6 separate regions of the Mus musculus genome follow, and all the other regions are linked to region 1. The links are chromatin contacts, called in public HiCAR-type and promoter capture Hi-C maps. All regions are on one chromosome and are shown on one strand. Each heading gives the region's core, a stretch centred on a gene start, on an enhancer-like site or on the middle of the called end of the contact. The rest is flanking DNA. Distances are from core to core; before and after follow the strand shown.

Region 1 (3,369 bases), core at 321-2,820:
ACAGAGTAGGTGCTCACAAAACACTGAGCATCCTACGGGATGAATGGGCTGTGCCTCGCGCTGCAACTTACCCGCTGTCAAGCTTCCAGCTTTCATCACAAGGGGGGACACTGGAATAATCAAAACTCTCATGGAGCCACAGCCCAGCTCATTACTATGGGATTCTAGGCGGGAACTCCACCCCTGACTACGTCCCCAGCCCCCTCACTGGGGAATTGTAGGCCATACCACACCTTTTAGCCACACCCAAGATCATTATCTACTCTATTGGCATTGACTTCCCTGTCTGTACACCTGACCCCTTGTGACTTTCCAGTTTCAGACTTTATTTTTGGTTTTTTGGTTTTTTTTTTTTTTTTGAACTTTGCTTCCTCTTAATTCGAGCACTCCTGACCTAGTTCCTTCCTGTGATGCCCAAAGAGATCTCAGCTTTTATCAGGTGTCCATATCGCTGGAGGAGTTGGTGACCCCATCTTAGTTCCTGCGGCAAGAAGACTTCAGATTCAGGCTTCTAACCCGCTTTCAGAAGGTGCTGTTACTGGGCTCCAGTGACCACACTTTGGAAGCCCAGGCTTAAGTCAAGTTCTGTCCACACCACACACCAAAGCGCTCTTTCTGATGCAATTGTCTTAACGGATGGTCCACGCCTGTCCTAGCAAGGAGGAAGCTCAGACTGGAGTGTCTGTCTCAAAAACACAACAAACAATATATATTACATACATCTTATTATTTTGCAATATGACATATGCTTATTTTTATTGATAACTTATGTTGTAAAGCGATAAAATGACAGTAGTAAAATACACTTCTAATATATGTAATAAATTTCTTTAACGCCCACACTCCTATAGCCCAGGTTGGTCTCTTTAAATCAATATATAGCTGAGGATAACTCAGACCCAGCACTGGGGAGGCAGAGGCAGGAGGATTTCTGAGTTCTTGGATCTCGTAGACTAGGCTGGCCTCAAACTTGGAGATGCACCTGCCTCTGCCTCCAGAGTGCTGGGATTAAAGCTGTGTGCCACCACTGCCCAGTTGTGGGTTTTTTGTTGGTTTTAGTTTTGGGGTTTTGTTTTTTCAAAGATAGGGTCCCACCTATGTAGCCCTGGCTAGGCTGGAACTTGCTATGTAGACCAGGCTAGTCTTAGATTAGCTTGCCTCTGCCTCCGTGTAGTGTCCGCCTAGGGTGCCCCTGAGCCTCATGTCTAGGCTCTGCCCCTTGATATCCGATTGGCTGTAGTAGACTCTAGACCACGCCCCATCTCGGTCCCCTGCAGACGCTCTGGTTTGTTTGAGCTGGTCTGTTCATCCCTCTATGGACGCTTGGAGGCGCTGGTGAGTCGTACTTCACTTTAGCTCCACCCCTGCTACCTAATTGGTCAGGTTCCTCACTTTGCTGAGGCCCCGCCTTCCGCCCCCATACCGCACGTGAACACGTTTCTTCCTGCACCGGACGCCGGAGGGCGCTCGCAACTCCCTTGAGTGTGTGCCGCCCTAAGCCCAGTCCTTATATCCAATTGGTTAGGAGCTTCGCGTCGACGCCAGGCTCCGCCCGGGCCCCGCCCCCTCCCTCCGCCCTGTAGTGCAGGCGGCGCTTGTTGTTCAGCGGCGGCGGCCGAGCTCGGGTGCATCCTCGGGCCCGCCGCCGCCGCCGGAGCGTTCGGCCATGGAGCTAGAGGTGCCGGACGAGGCGGAGAGCGCCGAAGCGGGGGCCGTGACGGCGGAAGCGGCCTGGTCTGCGGAGAGTGGGGCGGCGGCAGGTAATGCGATCCCCCTGGTCGTTGCGATGGGCTCGCCCCTCTCCCCCGCCGTGGCGCGTGGTCTCGACCGCCTGCTTCGCGCTGCGGTGCGGCCTGCCGGGCTGATCCATTCTCAAGCGCGGCACGGGGGTTCACGCGCTCTCCCATTGCGTGTGCGGGGGAGGGGGCATCAGCGTTCCGGCCGGGGAGGCTGCACCGCCCCACCCGGGGATGCGGGGCTTGCAGCGCTCGGCCCATTTTAGGGTCCTTGGGTGACACGGTGGAGCTGCAGGCGGGCGTGGGTGCGGCTCTTTATCCTGGCAGCGTGTGCATGCAGCGAGCCTCTTTTAGATGCATGCGGTAGCAGTGAAGCGGTCCTCCGGTTTGGAGATAGAGGGAACCCGTTTTCTTGCTGCAGGGGATAGAGACAAGCAAGTCATATCTGCCCCTTTGAGTGTGTGGCGAGTGGCTTCTCCACAGTGTGTGGGAATGCTGGAGCACCCTCATTCTAATGGGGGACCCCACTTGCGGACACTGCCTGGCAAAGAAGGGCGAGTGTGTCCTCCATGCGACCCCCTTTGCTGGGCTGTCAATCTTGCAACTGTCACCTTCTGGTCCCTCCCTGCTACACATCACTGATCACCGATATGTTGGCCTCAGTTTACCTCCCTCTAAAATTCGGGCTGGGGAAGGATAAAGGAATGATGTTGAGGTGTCTTCTCTGTCCTGGCTGGGTGAGCAGATGACCCGTCAATCCCCCAACCTCCCAGTCCCTTCTCCCTGGACCCTGTGGGGCCACCCAGCTTCCTGGTGTCCCCTTCCTTGTCAAGAGCAGCATCTCTGGGTTTGCAGTCTGTATGCAGGGCGGTCGGGATGCACAGCTGAAAGAGAACAGAACACTCCCTTCTCCATGGAGGTCACAGGAACTTTCTGGATTCACAGAACTCTAGGCTCCCTCAGTAGTGCTCTGTGGCTGACAGCTGAGTTAGGTCTCTGTGGGCTCACTTAGGCTTCCAAGGTTCTCCCTCGCTGTCCTCATGGAAGACCAGGAGGGAAGGAGGAGCCAGGGAGCCAGGGGTCTTCAACCCCAGGCGCTCAGCTTTTTTTTTCTATGCCATTGGGAACCTGGTAGCTAACCTGCTTCTAGCCTCCAGCCACCTGCCCTTCTGGGCTTGTCACCTGGTGTCCCATGCCATGCTGGAGAAATTGTGCAGGGGACAGCAGGGCCCTTAGTGGCCATAAACCTGATTGCTCCGGGCACTCAGTTCCCACGACAGAGTCCACAAACATTGTCCCTGTATGGAGCCTTTCGTCACAGGGGGGGGTAGGGGGGCCGACAAACTAGCTGGAGCAGACAGGGTCTGTCACCGAACTCTGGACAAACCTGTGCCTGACTGACCCCCAGGGGCTGTCTCTCCCGGAAGTTCCTTTTCCTGCCTAGAGTCCTGTTAGTCATCCACACAGAATCCCATAGCTGCTGGTGAGTCCCACCCTCCCGTCAGACTCCCTGCTGTGTCCCCACCTGTAAAATGGGGAAGCCATCTGGATCTGCTCTGACCTTGGGTTGTGAAGCACTGCCTTAAAGGAGTCAGTTGCATTTATTTACCACCAACTGCATACCTGCCTCCAC
Region 2 (3,369 bases), core at 647-3,146, 1.5 Mb before region 1:
CATGTTCTGTGTGCAGTGTAAGCACATGCGAGTGGGGCATGGAGAGCAGCCCCAGCTCTCCTTCCTTACCATCTATCTGATTTTCTAGGGCAGGATCTCTCCCTGGCCTCAAACTTGCCTTGTGCTATGACGGATGGCCAGGGAACCCCAGAATGCTTGTGTCTCCCCTTCCCCAGTGTTGAGCTTACCACCATGTTGAGCATGCCACCATGTGGGTAGGGATTAAACACAGACCACTGCTTGCACAGAAAACGCTTCAAATCTTCTTTTTAAAATAAATAATTCTTTAAATATTTTTTTAAAGATTTATTTATTTTACCTATGTGAGTACATTGTCACTGTCTTCAGACACACCAGAAGAGGGCGTCAGATCCCATTACAGATAGTTGTGAGCCACCATGTGGTTGCTGGGAATTGAACTCAAGACCTCTGGAAGAGCAGTTTTAACTACTGAGCCATTGCTCCAGCCCAGCACTTCAAATCTTTTTTTTTTTTTAAAGATTTATTTATTTATTATATGTAAGTACACTGTAGCTGTCCTCAGACACTCCAGAAGAGGGAGTCAGATCTTGTTTCGGATGGTTGTAAGCCACCATGTGGTTGCTGGGATTTGAACTCCTGACCTTCAGAAGAGCAGTCGGGTGCTCTTACCCACTGAGCCATCTCACCAGCCCTAAATCTTAACTCACTTGCTTAGGAGACAAAGATAGTGTCCTGAATCCCCAGAGCATACAGTAAGAACTCAGTCATTCTCTTTTGACTGAAAAGACAGTGGTCCAGGAACATGGAAGATACCAGCTGTCAGTCTGAGCATCTAATAATGCAGGCTCAGCAAAATATAGCATTCAGCCTGTCTTTGTCAGTAAAGTTTTATTGACACACAGCATAGAGCCCATCAATGTTGATAAAGTTTTATTGACACAGAACCACTTCACAGATCTCCTCCAGCTCCTCTGGTGTTCATGATAAGTGTACTGTCCTTGCAACACAAACCACCTGGCCAACAATGCTGGCAGTGTTTACTATCTGGCCTTTTATCTGAAAAGTTCGCCTGACCCTCAGTGTGTCCAGGTGAGACGACACCGTTAGCCCTCTAGCATCTGAGGAGGTGGGATGGGCAGAGAGGTGAAAAGGCTGAGAAACAGACACAGAATCACACACCACTATACCGGTGAGCCCAGATCCAAACCCAGGGAAGATAGGTGTGGTGGTGCAGGCCTGGCTAAGGCAGTGGGTACTTTCAGGACAGCCTAGTCTACATATTAGTCTACATAATTTCAAAAGAAGTCCAAGGGAAAGTGGGTGGCTTGGCAGGAAGGCAGTGGAAGATGTCCTGGGACCTCCACGTGCACACAAAGTGAGCATACAGTCTCCAAAACCAAACCAAAGGACAACGACTCTATCAGAGAAGCGAATTTTGTGACTCACTCTCCCTGCGCTGCCCCAAGGCCCAGTGAGTGTCTAAGGCCAAGGAGCTGCAGTCCAGGCAGAAAGTCACATGGTGCACTCTCTGAGGGAGACAGGCCCTATGTCTTTCTTACTGTGGCTCTCCAGTGCCCTGGGAACAAAGTCTAAGTTCACCCAATACCCCTTTGCTCAGTCTGGCAGCATCACAGGGCTGACTAAACTCCTGAGTTCAGTAAACCATATCCAGCCATTGGCCCAGGCTGGGCCTCGTGCAGGAACTGAACCCCCTCAAGAGCTGCTGCTGTGGCTCTCTCGCGGGTCGGGGGTCCGACTTGGGGCCCTAAACTATATCAGGACTCCTTTCATTCCATGGAGAACTCAGGGTGACTGGGTCCGGGATCTCTGCGACGTTTTGGGGTGCAGCTGCGCGGTGCGGAGCGTCTGCGGCCAGCAGGAGGCGCGCGCGGGCGCGAGGGATACAGGGAACGCGCAGAGGCGGCGCGCACACGAGCCCACCCGGCCGCGCCCGGACAATACCCGGCGCGCTGGGGACGATGCCCGCCCCGGTGCCGCCCCCGCGCCGCACAGCCCCGGCCGCCAGGCCCTAGAGTCGGCCCTGCCCCGCGCTGCACCGCCCACGGACCTCGCGGGAGATGGAGTGAGTACCCGGCCGCGCGCGCTCTGACGCCCCAGGCCCCCAACGGGGAACCTAGAGGCGACGCGGGGAGACCGTGCCCAGCTGCAAAAGGGAAGGATCGAGCTGGGCCGCGCACTCCAGGCCTGGTCCCCAATCAAGCTGGAGGGGGGGGCACCTGGGTTGCACCACACATCTCTTGCAGGATGCAAAGGAGAGAGGCCCACGCGCGCGCAAGACCCTTTATCCAAGCTGGGCCACCTGTGGGTGGGCGCCCCCCCCCCAAGAGGCTGCGGGACTTCGGAAGTAATGGGACCCTTACTCAAGAGGCTGGGTGCTCCCCGCTTCCCCTCCCCCAGCTTCGGCTTGCTGCTCCTGGCGCTTCTGTCGGTCCTTCCTGCGCTCTGCCCTCCTCGTGGCCTCTTCTGGGTCCGCAGCCTCTTGGCCAAACCAATTCCGACCCCTTAGATGTCCTGAGTTGCCACTGGCTGGAGAGGTAGATTTCTGTGGAGAGCTAGGCGGGCGGTTCCCTGACAGAAGCTTTAATCAGATTTCCCCCTTTCCCTCTAAGAGTATCCCCTCCCCCTTCCCAGAAAAAGCGGGGACCAGATGGTGTGACTCAAAGGAGTGGCTGACTGAGGTTGAAAATGATGGTGGAACCCAGTCCCCAAACCTAGTCTGAGTGAGCTGGGGTCTGTTTGTGTGGGTTTGCGAAGCGATGGGCAGTGGAAGATTTCATACGCACCGGGGCCCGTTCAGGCATGCAGCCCGCTCTGGGCAACGTGAGGGTGTCCCCCAAGCCCCTTACTCCCACAGGTGGGAAAGATAGGTGGTCTAGGGGTGCTTGACAAGCCTGGTGGTAGGAAAACATCTTCTAGGTCACAAATCTGCCTGCTTGGTGTCTTGGGGCATCCCACACAGGGAGCCTGTCCTTACCGAAGCCAGGGCTGGGACAGAGCAGTCTGGCCAGCCCGACTTGGCTGGTGACCGCTCCCCCTGCCCTTCCCTCTCTGGGTGTGTTTTGTGCAAGACAACTTTCCTCTTGGGATTAACCCGTGACCCGCCACACCCTCCGATGGGTGGGAGCTGTCACATCCTTCCCTGGCCAAGAAGGCTGACACCCAGCCCTGGCGTCCTTTACTTCAGAAAGCCCAGACAAAGGCCTGGCTGCTCCTCCGCCCTGCCCCGGGAGCCCAGCCAGGGGCTCAGGGGAGCCAGGGCCTGCACTTGCCTGCCCCACATCCCCTGGCTTGTTTATCTGTTCTGCTGGCCTGGCCCAAGAGAGCCTCTGACAGTGGGGGGCCAGGCCCGGGTGTGGGGTGTGGCTG
Region 3 (3,369 bases), core at 242-2,741, 1.4 Mb before region 1:
AAGCCAATTCCAGTATTTTAAAAGATTCATCCTTGTTCTTCTGTTACTCTAGAACCACTCCTGGTACCAACTTCTGTATTAGTCAGGGTTCTCTAGAGTCACAGAACTTATGGATAGTCTCTAGATAGTAAAGGAATTTATTGATGACTTACAGTCGGCAGCCCAATTCCCAACAATGGTTCAGTCGCAGCTGTGAATGGAAGTCCAAGGATCTAGCAGTTACTCAGTCTCACACAGCAACCACACTCAGGCAACTGCTGAGGACAGCACTTCCTTCTCATGGGTGCCAGGCTTGGATAAGGTCAGGCAGGACCGTGTGTCATGAGGAGCAAGCCATAAATTAGGGGCTGAGCTGGCTGCCATGTGCTGTCTAGTCCTGAACCCCAGGTTAAAAAGACCCACTGTCCTGGGAATAGATGTTCACACCCTTAGTCCCAGCACTGAGGAGGCAGAGGCAGGTGGATCTCTGTGAGTTCCAGGCAAGTCTGGCTACACACACACTCATGCACACATATATTCACACACACATGCACACACACAGAAACTCTTTTATAGGTATGTGTTGCTGTTATTACTATACCTGAGGTAAACTGAGGCAGAGAGATTGGCCTTCAGATATAAGTTGTAGATTAGGGCACCAAGTGGGCACGGAGGTGCTCACCATCATCCCAGCACTCACGAGGTGGAAGCAGGGGGATTAAGGGTTTGAGACTAGCCTGGGCTACGTGAGATTTTGTTTGTTTGTTTATATATTTATTTACTTATTTAATTTTGAGATAGGGTTTCTTTGTCTAGCCCTGGTTATCCTGGAACTAGATCTGTAGACCAGGCTGGCCTCAAACTCACAGAGCTCCACCTGCCTCTGCCTCTGCCTCGCTGGTACTGATTTTAAAGGTACATGCCACCACTACCTGGCCCTAAGTTTTTTTTGTTTTTTGTTTTTTTTTTGTTTTTTTGTTTTTGTTTTTCAAGACAGGGTTTCTCTGTATAGCCTTGGCCTGGAACTCACTTTGTAGACCAGGCTGGCCTCGAACTCAGAAATCTGCCTGCCTCTGCCTCCCGAGTGCTGGGATTAAAGGTGTGCGCTACCAAGCCCGGCTCTTTTTTTTTTTTTTTTTTTTTTTTTTTGAGATCCCATTTTTAAAAAAAAGAAAAGAAGGAGGCAGAGGCAGGTGGATTTCTGAGTTCGAGGCCAGCCTGATCTACAAAGTGAGTTTCAGGGCAGCCAGGGCTATACAGAGAAACCCTGTCTCGAAAAACCAAAAAGAAAAAAACCAAAAAAAAAAAAAAAAAGAAGATGGATGTCTGCTGAGTTTTCATTGGTATTCAGCAGCATGGATGATGCTGACATGGAGACCCTGAGGGGCACACATCTCTCCATGACACCCCCACTGTCGTGTCCCAGGGAGGAAGTAGGGCTGTGGCCAGGATGGGGCAATACAACGGCCTCTGGTTCCAGCTATAAGTATGGCTGTTAGGTAGGGATGTGGGGAGCCGCGAGAACACAGCCCACCATGGCCCTTGGCAGACTATCCAGCCGGACTCTGGCTGCCATGCTACTGGCATTGTTCCTGGGTGGTGAGTGCAAACAGACACATGTCCACCCTTCTGACCTCTGGTCCATCTCTTTCATCTACTTGCACATCTGCCAGGACCCCAGGAAAAGATGTGAAGGTTTATAATGGCAAAGCCACGATCAGGAAACTGGGTTTCTAAGGAAACTGGGGTTCTAAGCCTGAGGGTGGTTACTGTGAAGGCACTGGGTCTCAAGTCTAAGGGCAACCTGGGCTAGGTCCCTTGTCTTTTCTCTGCCTCAGTTTCCCTAGCCAGCCTTGTGAGTTCTCACTGAGGGCCCCAGCAGCTCAGGGCTCACTCTTCTTTGTGTGTTCTCAGGCCCAGCACTGGCCTCAGAGATTGTTGGTGGCCGGCCGGCCCGGCCCCATGCTTGGCCCTTCATGGCATCCCTGCAGAGGCGTGGAGGTCATTTCTGTGGTGCCACCCTCATTGCCAGGAACTTCGTCATGTCAGCAGCCCACTGTGTGAACGGCCTGTGAGTCCCCTTCCTTCCCCTCTTAGCCCTCAATGTCCATGCGGGTCAGACTGGGGTCAAGAGGTCAGGTGGGCATTCCCAATAATTCTCCTTCCCTCTCCATTGCCCTTAGAAATTTCCGGTCAGTGCAGGTAGTGCTGGGAGCCCATGACCTGCGGCGACAGGAGCGCACTCGACAGACCTTCTCTGTGCAGCGGATCTTCGAGAATGGCTTTGACCCATCACAACTGCTGAACGACATTGTGATTATCCAGGTGGGCCTGCCAGTTCAGGAACCTGAGCCTCGTGCAAAGGTCCCGAGGTCAGCTTAGGGAGAGTGCACTGCAGAACAGGCTGCAGGACAGGTACACACTGGGTCAACTGCAGTCATCACCCTCTGAGCCTGTTTCCAGCTCAGCACAGTGGAGAATTAACTATTCTGTGGGCTGAATGTTGAAGGCTTAAATGAGATAATATACAGAAAGCTCTGAGCAGTATTCAACCAACAAACTCTTATTTGTGCCTTTCCACACACTGACCCTGAAGCTTGGGGAACTCTTGGAAAATACTCACGTCTTCCTCTAGTTCTTAAATTTTTTCACCACTTGATGGTCAGGTACTAAGGAAAGTGGGGAGGGTTCTTATAAACTGTGCTCTGTGACTTCTTGGTGTTCTATGCCTCCCCCCCCCCCCCCCCCCCGTGTCTTCCACTGTAGCTCAATGGCTCCGCTACCATTAACGCCAACGTGCAGGTGGCCCAGCTGCCTGCCCAGGGCCAGGGCGTGGGTGACAGAACTCCATGTCTGGCCATGGGCTGGGGCAGGTTGGGCACAAACAGACCATCACCCAGTGTGCTACAAGAGCTCAATGTGACAGTGGTGACTAACATGTGCCGCCGTCGTGTGAACGTATGCACTCTGGTGCCACGTCGGCAGGCAGGCATCTGCTTCGTAAGTACCCTCTGCAGCAGCAGGGATAGTAGTCGGACCCCAGGGAGGACTTCCCAGTGCTGGAGCATGGGTAGGGGATGACTAGAGATCCAGCCTCTGACATGGACGCCTCCACAGGGGGACTCTGGCGGACCCTTGGTCTGTAACAACCTTGTCCAAGGCATTGACTCCTTCATCCGAGGAGGCTGTGGATCTGGATTGTACCCAGATGCCTTCGCCCCTGTGGCTGAGTTTGCAGATTGGATCAATTCCATTATCCGAAGCCATAATGACCACCTTCTTACCCATCCCAAAGACCGAGAGGGCAGGACCAACTAGGACCTGTCTGCACTCCCACCCCGCTCCCCTTGCTCCCTTGCTCCCCCCTCTACCAGAGACCTCTCCATTTTA
Region 4 (3,369 bases), core at 616-3,115, 1.2 Mb before region 1:
TTGGCGCAGCTCCTACTGGAGCTGGTGACTTTGTGCACTCTGGGGCTGGTCCCCTTCCCAAGTCTCCAGCCAGCTAACATGAGCCACCAGGACTGCCAAAGCCATCCTGGTGGCTGTGGCATTTCACTCTGGGCTAGATGAAGGGCTCCCTGGCTGCATCTAGCAGGAGGAGGGGAACCCTGGAGGGCAGTGGGTAGGGGCCCTGAGACAGCCACCTGAGGGAGGGTCCAGTGGCCCTCGGTCCTGGCCATGCCTGACCTTATATCGCCTTCTTCCCCAGGTGTCGAGGAGGCGGCCGAGGCAGGGCTTAGCGAGGATGCATGCGACACATGCATGTGGAAGAGCCAGGGCGCAGGCCTTCCTGGAGAGGAGCCCGAGGAGGGGTTTGGGGCTTTAGTGTAGCTCCCTGTCTGCTGCCCCACCCATGTCCTCCATAAAGCTTTGTCCACTGTGTCTGCAGGTGGATGCTTGCCGCGACTTCCCTCCTGTCACTACCCTGACAGGCTCCCCACCAGGGTTTCAGAGAACATGCCTGGGTCCAAGGCCTGAGCTAGGTCCTCAGTGCCAGGGTGGCCACCAGCCAGGGGCTCTTGGGGCCTTTGTTCCTGTGGCCTGCATGCCAGTCCCACTTAGCTCCTGGCCTTTCAAATAGCTTTGGTGGGAGGGTAAGGACCTTGGGCTACTGTGTCTCCTGTAGCAATTGAGAGTTCTAATAGCAGTGCCCGCTGGGTGCCAGGTGGAATCCACAAGGACAGGTATACACCTGATGTCCAGTATGGGCCTTGGCCACAGCCCTTTCTAAGGTTTAAAGCATCCCTATGTGGGAATAGTGTCTTCTACTCTGTCACGTGGAGCCCTTGTCTAGACTGTCCCACAGGCTGGGCTCCTGGCTGAGAGCTGGTTTCTCTGCTGGGGAGAAGATGTACTTAGGTGCTGGTTGCATGAGGGACCCTTAAGGCTGCTGTGGTTTGAAGGAAGGCAAGGGTCTGGGGACACTGGTTGGCCATGGAGCCCATTTGTCAAATGGGGTAGTGTTGCACAGAGTGAAGTGACCGTGCTCTGAGGATAGCCTGATCCCTCTGTACTTGGCATGAGGGTCGGACTCTGCAGCAACAGGACAGGGGCTTTCTACTCAGTGCCTTGTGTGGAGGAGGGGACAGATGCTTTCTCAGAGTCCACCTGACCTCAAGCCTCAGTCCCATGCAGAGTGAGCCAGAGTGGGTGCTGCTAGTGTGGCCAAGTCAGAGGGTTTGGGAGAGAAATTCTGGATCCAGGAGCGTGGGCAGTGGGCTGTGTGCTGGGTTCCACAGCCGCATTGCCAAGCACTGGACTGTGGAGTTACATGTAGACACTGACCTCTGGAGCCTGGGAAGCTTCAGGAGAGGCCATCTTTTGTCCCACTGCGAGGGCAGGCCAACAGAGCAAGCTGGTCTGCAGCCCTCAGCTGGATGATCTCCTTCCCGGTGCTCATCGCAGCTAGTAGCTCCCAGGCCGAATGCTTCATCTCCTTGTGCCTGTACTGAGGGTCTAGAGCCTCTCCCTTGGAGAGCTCTGTGAGCTGGTGCTGGGCTGCCCAGGCTAGACAGGCAGGTGAGCGTGGGCATGCTGCAGGAGGGCCAGGGCATAGCACTGTGAAGGCAGTGGGCCTGCTTGCCTTTGGAGCTACTGAGGGGTGGGTGGCACCAGAGGCTAGAGCACCTCCGACCAGCCTCTGTCACAGTTGGGGCTGGCTGGGCCCTGGGGCTTTGAGCTACCTGCCCCTTGGCTCAAGCTATGCTTGCCATCTTCCCGTAGGACAGGTCCTGGAAGAGGAAGTGGGTCAGAATGGACAGAGCCACAGTTTGCCCAAGGCTGTTTGTGTGAATGGCACAGAGCCCCAGCTCAGCAGCAAGGTGAAGCCAGAAGGCCGACCTGGCACCGCCAACCCTGCGCGCAAGGTGTGCTCCAGCAACAAGATCCGCCGGCTCTCGGCCTGCAAGCAGCAGTGACTGAGGCCTACAGGTGGGCATGGGCCTGGGTCCAGCCATCCCTGGTGTTCACAGTGGGTGTCTGCTGGGCTCCTAGCTCCTTCCCGTAGGGCAGTGCTGCAAGGGGGAAGGTCTGGTGGTTGAGGTGGTACTAAGTGACCACCCATTCTACCAACAGTGTGTCATCAGGATCTCTGGGCAGGTGTCCCTGCAAGGCTGGGTTTTCCAGGCCTGCCTGTCCACTCACTTCGGGACGTTGGAGCCGAGGGCGGACCTGCTGCCCCAGAAGCACTTTATGTCGAGACCACTGGCCGGCCTTGCCTGCATGCCGCCCTGCGAGCCTCGCTGTCTTTGGGTTGGTTTCTTTTTTTTTAATAAAACAGGTGGATTTGAGCTATGGCTATGAGGGTGTTTGGAAATATGGAGCAGGCGGGGCACAGGGTGGCCTGCAGAGAAAACCCAGAGCAAACAAATATGCAGAGACATTTATGATTAACCAGACAACACGACCAACCACAGAGGGCGCAGGGCAGGGAGTGGGCAGGCACTCACAGCGAGTCTGCCCTATCTTTTGGCAATAAATAAAGCTTGGGAAACTTGAAGCTGCCACCTGGGCTGTTCTGTCCGTTGTGTCCAAAGCCCAAGGCTCTCGGGGAGGAATGAGACGGGGAGCCTGTGCACATGCAGAGAGCAGGCGCGGTCGGTTATTGCTCAGAGAGGAAAGGTAGAGCGCATACCATGGACAGGGTAAATCAACTCAGAATATGGGGCGGCGAGCTCCTCTCTGATCCTCAGTGCCCCACAGTCACTTCACCTCCAGTAGGTTCGCTCACACAGTGGCAGGCAGTGTTACTGCCTGCCAGTGCTCACGAGTGGAGGGTCAGCTGATCCTGGAGGGAGGCTGCACATGCACCTCAGAACCTGCTCCACCAGCATCTGTGGCCAGAGGCTGGGTGCTGGGGTCAACCATATATGGACCGGAGAGTCCAGTCTCGTCATCCTCCCTGCAGTTGAGCCTGGGTCCTGGAGCCTCTTGCTTCCGGAGGCCACTGCGCTAAGTGCCCAGGGGACACTATATGTGCACACTTGGGATTTGGGGGCCGTGTACCCATGCACGGCCACCTCAGGTTGCTCCCGCTGTTGCCACCATTCCCACAGCAGCCCCATGTGCTGCCGGAGAAGCAGCAGAGAGGCAGGTCCAGTACAGAGCTTAGGCCGGGCTGTGGTCAGGGGATGTAGGGGCAGCAGCAGCGACAATCAGCACCTGGGATGAGGCAACTGGCTCAGCAAGACGGGGAGAGAAGAGTCTCTCGTCGAGGCTGGCTGCTAGCTTGTCTAGCAGGGCCCCGGCGGGCTCAACGCACAACCCAGAGCCTGGGCAACCACCGCCTCCACCGCCAGG
Region 5 (3,369 bases), core at 637-3,136, 1.0 Mb before region 1:
CTGTAAATCTAAAATTCTAGATGGGCAGGGTAGGGTTGAAGCCAGAGGCCAGTCTGGGTTAAAAAGTGAAGCTCTGACTCAAAATTGAGCAAACGAACAAACAAAAACCTAAAAGTTTATTTTTCTCTAGTCCATAGTTCTCTCCAGCCATACCCAGCCTTGTAAAACACACACACACACACACACACACACCCCAAAATAAATAAATCACTGAACAAGTGGAAATTAGTGGAAGAGAGTGCTACATGTATATGATTCTATTCAGTTTACAAATGGGGAAAATGAGACTCCTGCCCAGGCGTTACTGACTTTCTACCAAATGACAGCCACCTCCCATCCCTTAATGCCAAGCCAAGCGCTCTGGAAATAAGAGGCAGGGATAATGTGTGTGTGCGTGCTCATGTGTGTGTGTGTCTGCGAGTGTGTGTGCTCATGCAAATGTGCAGCATGAGCCATTGGTACCCATGCCTGGGACAACTTTCGGACTCCAGTTCTCTCCTGCCACCTTGTGGGATCTAGAGATCTAACTCAGGTCTAGCAGCAGTCAACTGCTTTTATCCACTGAACCAGTTCAGACCTTTATCATTCTCATTATCATGGTTGGCCTTGAGTTTGCTGTCTAGCCAAGGACTCCTAACTCTCCTGCCTCAACCTCCCCAGGGCTGGAATGACAGGCACGCCACACATGCCTTGTTTATGTGGTGCCGAGGTGGAACCAGGGTCTTCTGCGTGATAGGAGAGAGTGCTCACTAACCACCTACATTTATTCATTTTACTTTATTATTTTATGTGTGGGTGTTTTGACTGCATGCATGCCTGGTGCCTGGAGAGATCAAAAGAGCCATCAGAGACCCATGAATTGGAGTTTTAGAAGGTTATGGGATGCTGGGAATTGAATTCCCATTCTTTTGAAAGAGGAACCAATGCTCTGCTGAGCCATTTTAAAAAAATGTTACCTTTGGGAGGCAGAGGCAGGTGAATTTCTGAGTTCAAGGCCAGCCTGGTTTACAGAGTGAGTTCCAGGACAGCCAGGACTATACAGAGAAACCCTGTCTCGAAAAACCAAAAAAGAAAAAAAAAAAAAAGTTACTTAACAACATCATTACCAACAACAATAATAATTTTGGCTTTTTGAGAGGAAGAACTTGTCCTCGTACACATCCTCCTGCTTCTCTGGGGTGCTAGTCTGACAGGTGTGTAAACAATTCACCCCGATACTTTTACATTTCATAGTCAGTAATGGCTTTAGACCTATTAATTGGAAGAATGCAGGACTGATTGCTAATATGTAAATAGAACGTAAAAGTTCAACATTGGATTGGACTAATTCAAGACTGTGGTTCAAAACGAATCAAAAATCTCAAAAACGGAAGACAGGTTCATCAATGAGTTAAAAACACTTGCCGAAACCCGGGATCGAACCAGGGACCTTTAGATCTTCAGTCTAACGCTCTCCCAACTGAGCTATTTCGGCGACGCGCTGTTTGTCGGTAACACCCTCCCTCCGCCCCGTGCCATTGCTTTAGCGCGCAAGCGCACTTCACAATTTGTCTGTCAAACCTTGTAGGGTTATACTATAAGCAGCTGACTAATGTCGTCTCTGTGGCGCAATCGGTTAGCGCGTTCGGCTGTTAACCGAAAGGTTGGTGGTTCGAGCCCACCCAGGGACGACCACAGCGACTTTTTCATTCCCTAATACTGAATAAAGTGGAAGTTCTTTATTTTGTCGCTGTTTCCTGTTTGTCACAGGACGACCGTGGCGCACTCTGCGCGGACGCGACCACAGGTATAAAGCGGGTCAGAACCACTCGGCTTGTGGTGCGGGTTTCCGCTGGTGTCTATTTGGGCGTTGGACTAGAACCGGAACTCTTTGGAGGACGGACCGCAGAGGTTGTCTGAAGGCCGAGGCCAAGATGGCGGCGCTGGCGGGTGAGTGAAGCCCTTGCGGTCGGGAGAGTGGCGTAGTCCTGGGCTCCGAGCTGGCGCTGCGGGGACCTTGGAGCCCAAGCCTAGTGTTGAGAGGCGTTGGGACCGTAGAGACCTATAGGTCAGATCCCAGCCCTCGGTAATGTCGGTGTCTAGCATTAGGCCGAAGCATGTTTGAATTCACGTTACACAGTTCTGCATGGTCTACATAGCAAGTTGCAGGCCTCCTGCTATCGTCCCTGATTATAGTCGGGAACGCTGAGGCCTGTGTATCTTCCAACCTCAGGAAGCTGACTGCAGAAACCCGGCTGATGTCCCCGAAGCACAGAGTGGGACAGGGGAGAGGCCCAGGACACTTAGGCCACCCACCCGGTGGCTCTTTCCATCTCATCCCCAACCTGGACAGCTAGCAAGGGCCTCTAGAGCAGATGTCTTAGTTTCCCTGCCAAAGCTTTGGTGTCTTTCTCTTTATGTACAGGGATTAAACACCTGTGCAGTTTGGTAGACGTGAGCGACAGTTGCTAAGTGGAACCTCCCATCGCCTAGCAGGTTGCAGTGTTAACATAAGGAGTGGGAGAACTCAGGAAGTCGGGTCTAACTCCTTCTGTGTTTTGTTGTTGCTTTGAGACAGTGTCTGATGGGTCCTAGCTCAAACTCTATACTGTGGGTGATCTTGAAGGCTTCATCCGAATGCCTTCACTGCTAATGCTGGGATGGCAGGTGTGCACAGTCAAGCCCATTTATACAGCACCAGGGATGGAACTAAGAGCTTGGTGCATGCCAGGCAGGGACTCTGCCAACACAACTCCAGCCCCAAATGCCTGCTTTGGAGACAGGATCTCATGTATAAGAGGCTGACTTTGAACTCCTGATCCTCCAGGCTCTGACCCCAAATACTAGGATGACAGACTTACTACTATACCCAACATTATTTTTTCTTTTAAAGATAGGGTCTTCCTGTGTGGCCTAGAGTCATATCAAACTCATGTTCCTGCTACAGTCTCTCATTGCTGGGGTTACAGACCCCACCACTGTACCCAGCCCAGCTGTGATGTAGCCCCCTTGAAGAGTGGAGGGCTTGGTGATTCGTGGTGTTGACTGCTGGCGCCTGAATTCACTCAGGCTCAGCTGTGATCTTGCTGGTGACAGTTAATAGACCTTACTGTGGTCCTATTTGAAGGAGAAACTAACACCTTAGAGACAACAAGGAGGATGTTTGCTGTAAGGCATTGTACTGTACAGCTGTGATCCCATCCCTTGGGACGCTGAGGCAGGATGAGCCTAGCCTGGGCTATACTGGATCCCTGCTTCAAAAGAAGGGCACTAAGATTTCTGGGAGTTCCAGGCCGGCCATGGATACATAGTAATACCATTTTAAAAGGCAGGAAGAGGAGGAGGCCTGGAGATGTGGTCCAGTGTTAAAACATTCACTGAATGTGTTCA
Region 6 (3,369 bases), core at 638-3,137, 1.0 Mb before region 1:
GCATGATCTCTATAAACCCCTTAACCCCCACCACCACCAAAAAAAATCAAAAAACAAAAACAAAAACCTTATGTGGGGAAGGTAGATGGAGAAACAACTGTCTTAACTCCAGCTCCAAGGGATCTAGTGTACCTAGCCCCAGTGCCAGCATCCATGTGCACTCAACTATAATCAGACCTTTCTTGTTTTGTTTTGTTTTTATCCAGACAGGGCTTCCCTGTGTAGCCCTGGCTGTCCTGGAACTCACTCTGTAGACCAGGCTGGCCTTGAACTCAGAAATCTGCCTGCCTCTGCCTCCCAAGAGCTGGGATTAAAGGTGTGTGCCACCACCGCCCGGCCCAAGGGAGTATTCTCTTTTTTTTTTTTTTTGGTTTTTCGAGACAGGGTTTCTCTGTATAGCCCTGGCTGTCCTGGAACTCACTTTGTAGACCAGGCTGGCCTCAAACTCAGAAATCCACCTGCCTCTGCCTCCAGAGTACTGGAATTAAAGGCGTGCGCCACCATGCCCGGCTTGGTTTTTTCACATGATGTTTCTCTATGCAGCCCTGGCTGTCCTGGCCACTACTGTCCTACCTCTCCTCTCTCTTTAAAGACAGGGATGGTCTTTCTATGCATCCCTGGCTGGCCTGGAATTCACAGACCGCTCTGCCTTCTGTGTGCTACACGTGCCTCTGCTGGACTTTGCTACTTCGTGGGCTTCTTTTTCTTCCATCCTTCTCCACCTTTTTCCTCCTAGCCTTCCAACCCCCAACACTAGATAAGAGAGAAAATGTTGGAGCTGGGCGTGGTGGTGCACACCTTTAATCCCAGCATTTGGGAGGCAGAGGCAGGCGGATTTCTGAGTTCAAGGCCAGCCTGGTCTACAGATTGAGTTCCAGGACAGCCAGGGCTACACAGAGAAACCCTGTCTTGAAAAACAAAACAAAACAAAACAAAAATAGAAAATGCGGCTTCCTTTCCAACATTCATTCATATTCTCTCTCTCTCTCTCTCTCTCTCTCTCTCTCTCTGGTTTTTCGTTTTTTGAGATAGGGTTTCTCTGTGTAGCCCAAGAGCTGGGATTAAAGACAAAGACTTGCCGGGCGTGGTGGCACACGCCTTTAATCCCAGCACTTGGGAGGCAGAGGCAGGTGGATTTCTGAGTTAGAGGCCAGCCTGGTCTACAAAGTGAGTTCCAGGACAGCCAGGGCTATACAGAGAAACCCTGTCTCGAAAAAACAAAACAAAAAAAAGACAAAGACTTGTGCCATCACACCTGGCTTCTATTTTATTATAAAACGAAACACTCACTGGGTCAGGGAGTCTAAAGCCAAGTCCCAGGATGGTGGAAAGAGAGCACTGATCTCTCCAAGTTGTCTTCTAATTAACCACTCACTTTTGAGGTGGTAGGCTCACACATCCCACAAGAAAAGCAGACAGCCTGGAGGTGGTAGCTCACGCCTTTAATCCCAGCACTTGGGATTAGCCTCTGGCCAGCCTGTTCTACAGAGCGAGTTTCAGGACAGCCAGGCCTACACAGAGTCCCTGTCTTGAACCTCCGTCTCCCCCAAAAATGTATGTATATATTTTGCTATTAGGAATCATAATTGTAAATATCTGATATGCAGGATATCTGATATGCCACCTCCAAAGAGGCTGTGACCCACGGGTTGAGAATCACTGCTTGAGACCTTGTACATGAGAGAGGCAGAAACACAGAGACAGAGAAGACAAAGAAAACCAGGGACAGAGAGACAGACACACTAACAAAAACCCCAAAGGGAGCCACGCCCCTCCGGAGGGTAGCGGCGCTTTTGCTCTGGCCTCCGGACAGCGGGGGGCAATGGCGAGTATCCGCAGAGCGGAAGCTGTTGAGCGGTGGAGGCGGGCCCTCCCGGCAGAGCTCGCGATAACTGCGCAAGCGCAGCCCGTACTTCCTTTTCCGAGTAACCGCCAAGATGGTGAGTATTCGTGCACGGCGGTCTGTGCTCCCGGGTATCCGTCGCCATCCTCCCGGGGCCCTTTCGCAAGACTCTGGACTCGCTGCCTGGGGATGTAGCGATGTGCTCGGGTGCCCGGAGACTGCGGATGGCGGGTGCGGAAGGGCCCGGATGGCTGCGGGCGGCCGCGGGGCTGTGTGTCCCCTCGCCCGTCCGCCGTAGCTTAGAGGAGCGCGGCTCGCGCAGCTCAGGTCCCTGGGCTCCCGGGTAAGGTTGCCGAGCCCCTGCTAACCCCGACTCGCGCTCACGCAGGCCGAAGTGGAGCAGAAGAAGAAGCGCACCTTCCGCAAGTTCACCTACCGTGGCGTAGACCTCGACCAACTGCTCGACATGTCCTAGTAAGAGGCCCCGTCACCTTAGTCCCGCCGGGTCGCTGGCCCGTTTGTACATTTTCCTTTTCTGTGGGTGGTGCTGGAAATAGAGCCAGAACCTTTGCACATGTCACATGGGAGAGGCAAGGAAGGGTCTCGAGTGCCGGGCAATGGTGGCGCACGACTTAATCCCAGCACTTGGGAGGCAGAGGCAGGGGAATTCTGAGTTCGAGGCCAGCCTGGTCTGCAGAGCGAGTTCCAGGACAGCCAGGGCTACACAGAGAAACTCTTGAGTCGGAAAAAAAAAAAGGGACCCGTGTAGCCCAGGCTCTCCTCGAACTCCTGATCCTCTCAACCTCCCTAATGTTTGGGTCACCATCACGGTGCAGAGCATCAAACTCGGGGCGTCCTAGCCTCCTAGGCAAGCGCTCTAGATTGTGACCTCAACTCGGCCCCTGCTACAGTTGTGCAGTGTTCGACAGTCTTATGTAGACAGAACTACCTTGCCTCAGTCTCCCGCTGACTGGGCTCACAGGCCTCCCTGTGACCTTGGGGAAAATCAACCACGGATAGGTAATTTGTCTGGGTGGGCTGTCAAAGGAAAAGGTTTGATCTCGGCTTACGTCACTGCCTGTGGAAGCTGGTGGATTCATTTTAGAGGGTTGTGCCCTGAAGGTTGACGGCAGTGCTATGGAGGACTTGTCTTTAGTGAGCTCCCGGCATGTTCCTTTCTGGGTGTGAAAGAAATGGAGCAGTGCTGGCGCAGCATGCTGTCCCCGGGTCTCCAAACCACCCCCTTCTCCCACAGTGAGCAACTGATGCAGCTGTACAGCGCCCGCCAGAGGAGGCGCCTGAACCGTGGTCTTCGGCGGAAGCAACACTCACTGCTCAAGCGCTTGAGAAAGGCCAAAAAGGAGGCACCACCCATGGAGAAGCCTGAGGTGGTGAAGACGCACCTGAGGGACATGATCATCCTGCCGGAGATGGTGGGTAGCATGGTGGGCGTGTACAACGGCAAGACCTTCAACCAGGTGGAGATCAAAGTGAGTTGTGGTCCGGGAGTGGCTGGGTGGGTGGCT

The links. Promoter capture Hi-C pulls out the DNA fragments that hold promoters and counts their contacts. HiCAR-type assays count read pairs that join an accessible place to other places.
Region 2: a contact with region 1 is called in a HiCAR-type map of astrocytes, with 4 times the contacts expected there. The contact joins the promoter of Palm here to the promoter of Pip5k1c in region 1. A contact is called at or near these places in 6 of 39 promoter capture datasets (cranial neural crest, hematopoietic stem and progenitor cells, hippocampal neurons and 3 more), 3 of 115 datasets of contacts at active chromatin or transcription factors (astrocytes, embryonic stem cells and pancreatic cancer cells) and 1 of 9 other capture datasets (liver).
Region 3: a promoter capture Hi-C map of neutrophils shows a contact between it and region 1, with 5 times the contacts expected there. The contact joins the promoter of Elane here to the promoter of Pip5k1c in region 1. A contact is called at or near these places in 7 of 39 promoter capture datasets (the C10 cell line, embryonic stem cells, hematopoietic stem and progenitor cells and 3 more), 2 of 115 datasets of contacts at active chromatin or transcription factors (embryonic forebrain and microglia) and 2 of 9 other capture datasets (adipose tissue and liver).
Region 4: a promoter capture Hi-C map of liver shows a contact between it and region 1, with 8 times the contacts expected there. The contact joins the enhancer-like site here to the promoter of Pip5k1c in region 1. A contact is called at or near these places in 4 of 39 promoter capture datasets (hippocampal neurons, liver and pre-B cells), 2 of 115 datasets of contacts at active chromatin or transcription factors (astrocytes and double positive thymocytes) and 1 of 9 other capture datasets (pancreatic islet).
Region 5: a promoter capture Hi-C map of neutrophils shows a contact between it and region 1, with 5 times the contacts expected there. The contact joins the promoter of Ndufs7 here to the promoter of Pip5k1c in region 1. A contact is called at or near these places in 5 of 39 promoter capture datasets (cranial neural crest, liver, neutrophils and 1 more), 1 of 115 datasets of contacts at active chromatin or transcription factors (pancreatic cancer cells) and 1 of 9 other capture datasets (liver).
Region 6: a contact with region 1 is called in a promoter capture Hi-C map of liver, with 2.7 times the contacts expected there. The contact joins the promoter of Rps15 here to the promoter of Pip5k1c in region 1. A contact is called at or near these places in 4 of 39 promoter capture datasets (the C10 cell line, cranial neural crest, hippocampal neurons and 1 more), 1 of 484 Hi-C or Micro-C datasets (B cells), 2 of 115 datasets of contacts at active chromatin or transcription factors (bone marrow-derived macrophages and pancreatic cancer cells) and 1 of 9 other capture datasets (liver).

The regions. Positions count from the first base shown.
Region 1 is chr10:81,291,393-81,294,761 of GRCm38.p6, forward strand. It overlaps Pip5k1c (phosphatidylinositol-4-phosphate 5-kinase, type 1 gamma), which reads left to right and starts at 1,571. Exons shown (of 18, transcript NM_008844.3): 1 at 1,571-1,760. The coding sequence starts at 1,667. It also overlaps a transcript of Tjp3 not described here.
Region 2 is chr10:79,791,676-79,795,044 of GRCm38.p6, forward strand. It overlaps Palm (paralemmin), which reads left to right and starts at 1,897. Exons shown (of 9, transcript NM_023128.4): 1 at 1,897-2,065. The coding sequence starts at 2,061. It also overlaps a transcript of Prss57 not described here.
Region 3 is chr10:79,884,821-79,888,189 of GRCm38.p6, forward strand. It overlaps Elane (elastase, neutrophil expressed), which reads left to right and starts at 1,492. Exons shown (of 5, transcript NM_015779.2): 1 at 1,492-1,578; 2 at 1,894-2,050; 3 at 2,163-2,304; 4 at 2,746-2,979; 5 at 3,097-3,369. The coding sequence starts at 1,515. The coding sequence ends at 3,297.
Region 4 is chr10:80,128,111-80,131,479 of GRCm38.p6, forward strand. Stk11 (serine/threonine kinase 11) reads left to right here. Exons shown (of 10, transcript NM_011492.5): 9 at 1,795-2,001; 10 at 2,146-2,569. The coding sequence ends at 1,988. Cbarp (calcium channel, voltage-dependent, beta subunit associated regulatory protein) reads right to left here. Exons shown (of 9, transcript NM_001195268.1): 9 at 2,324-3,369. The coding sequence ends at 3,178. Among named protein-coding and RNA genes, the nearest start is that of Cbarp, 7.6 kb to the right of the region's middle. Within about 2 kb of position 1,866, at least 5 of the 459 cell types and tissues checked have an H3K27ac peak or open chromatin away from gene starts, as enhancers often do. A contact at or near this core is called in liver, where this site is marked.
Region 5 is chr10:80,247,563-80,250,931 of GRCm38.p6, forward strand. It overlaps Ndufs7 (NADH:ubiquinone oxidoreductase core subunit S7), which reads left to right and starts at 1,887. Exons shown (of 8, transcript NM_029272.4): 1 at 1,887-1,929. The coding sequence starts at 1,914. It overlaps n-TFgaa3 (a tRNA gene), which reads right to left and starts at 1,474; the gene lies at 1,402-1,474. It overlaps n-TNgtt7 (a tRNA gene), which reads left to right and starts at 1,597; the gene lies at 1,597-1,670.
Region 6 is chr10:80,290,544-80,293,912 of GRCm38.p6, forward strand. Rps15 (ribosomal protein S15) reads left to right here and starts at 1,888. Exons shown (of 4, transcript NM_009091.2): 1 at 1,888-1,940; 2 at 2,232-2,317; 3 at 3,099-3,333. The coding sequence starts at 1,938.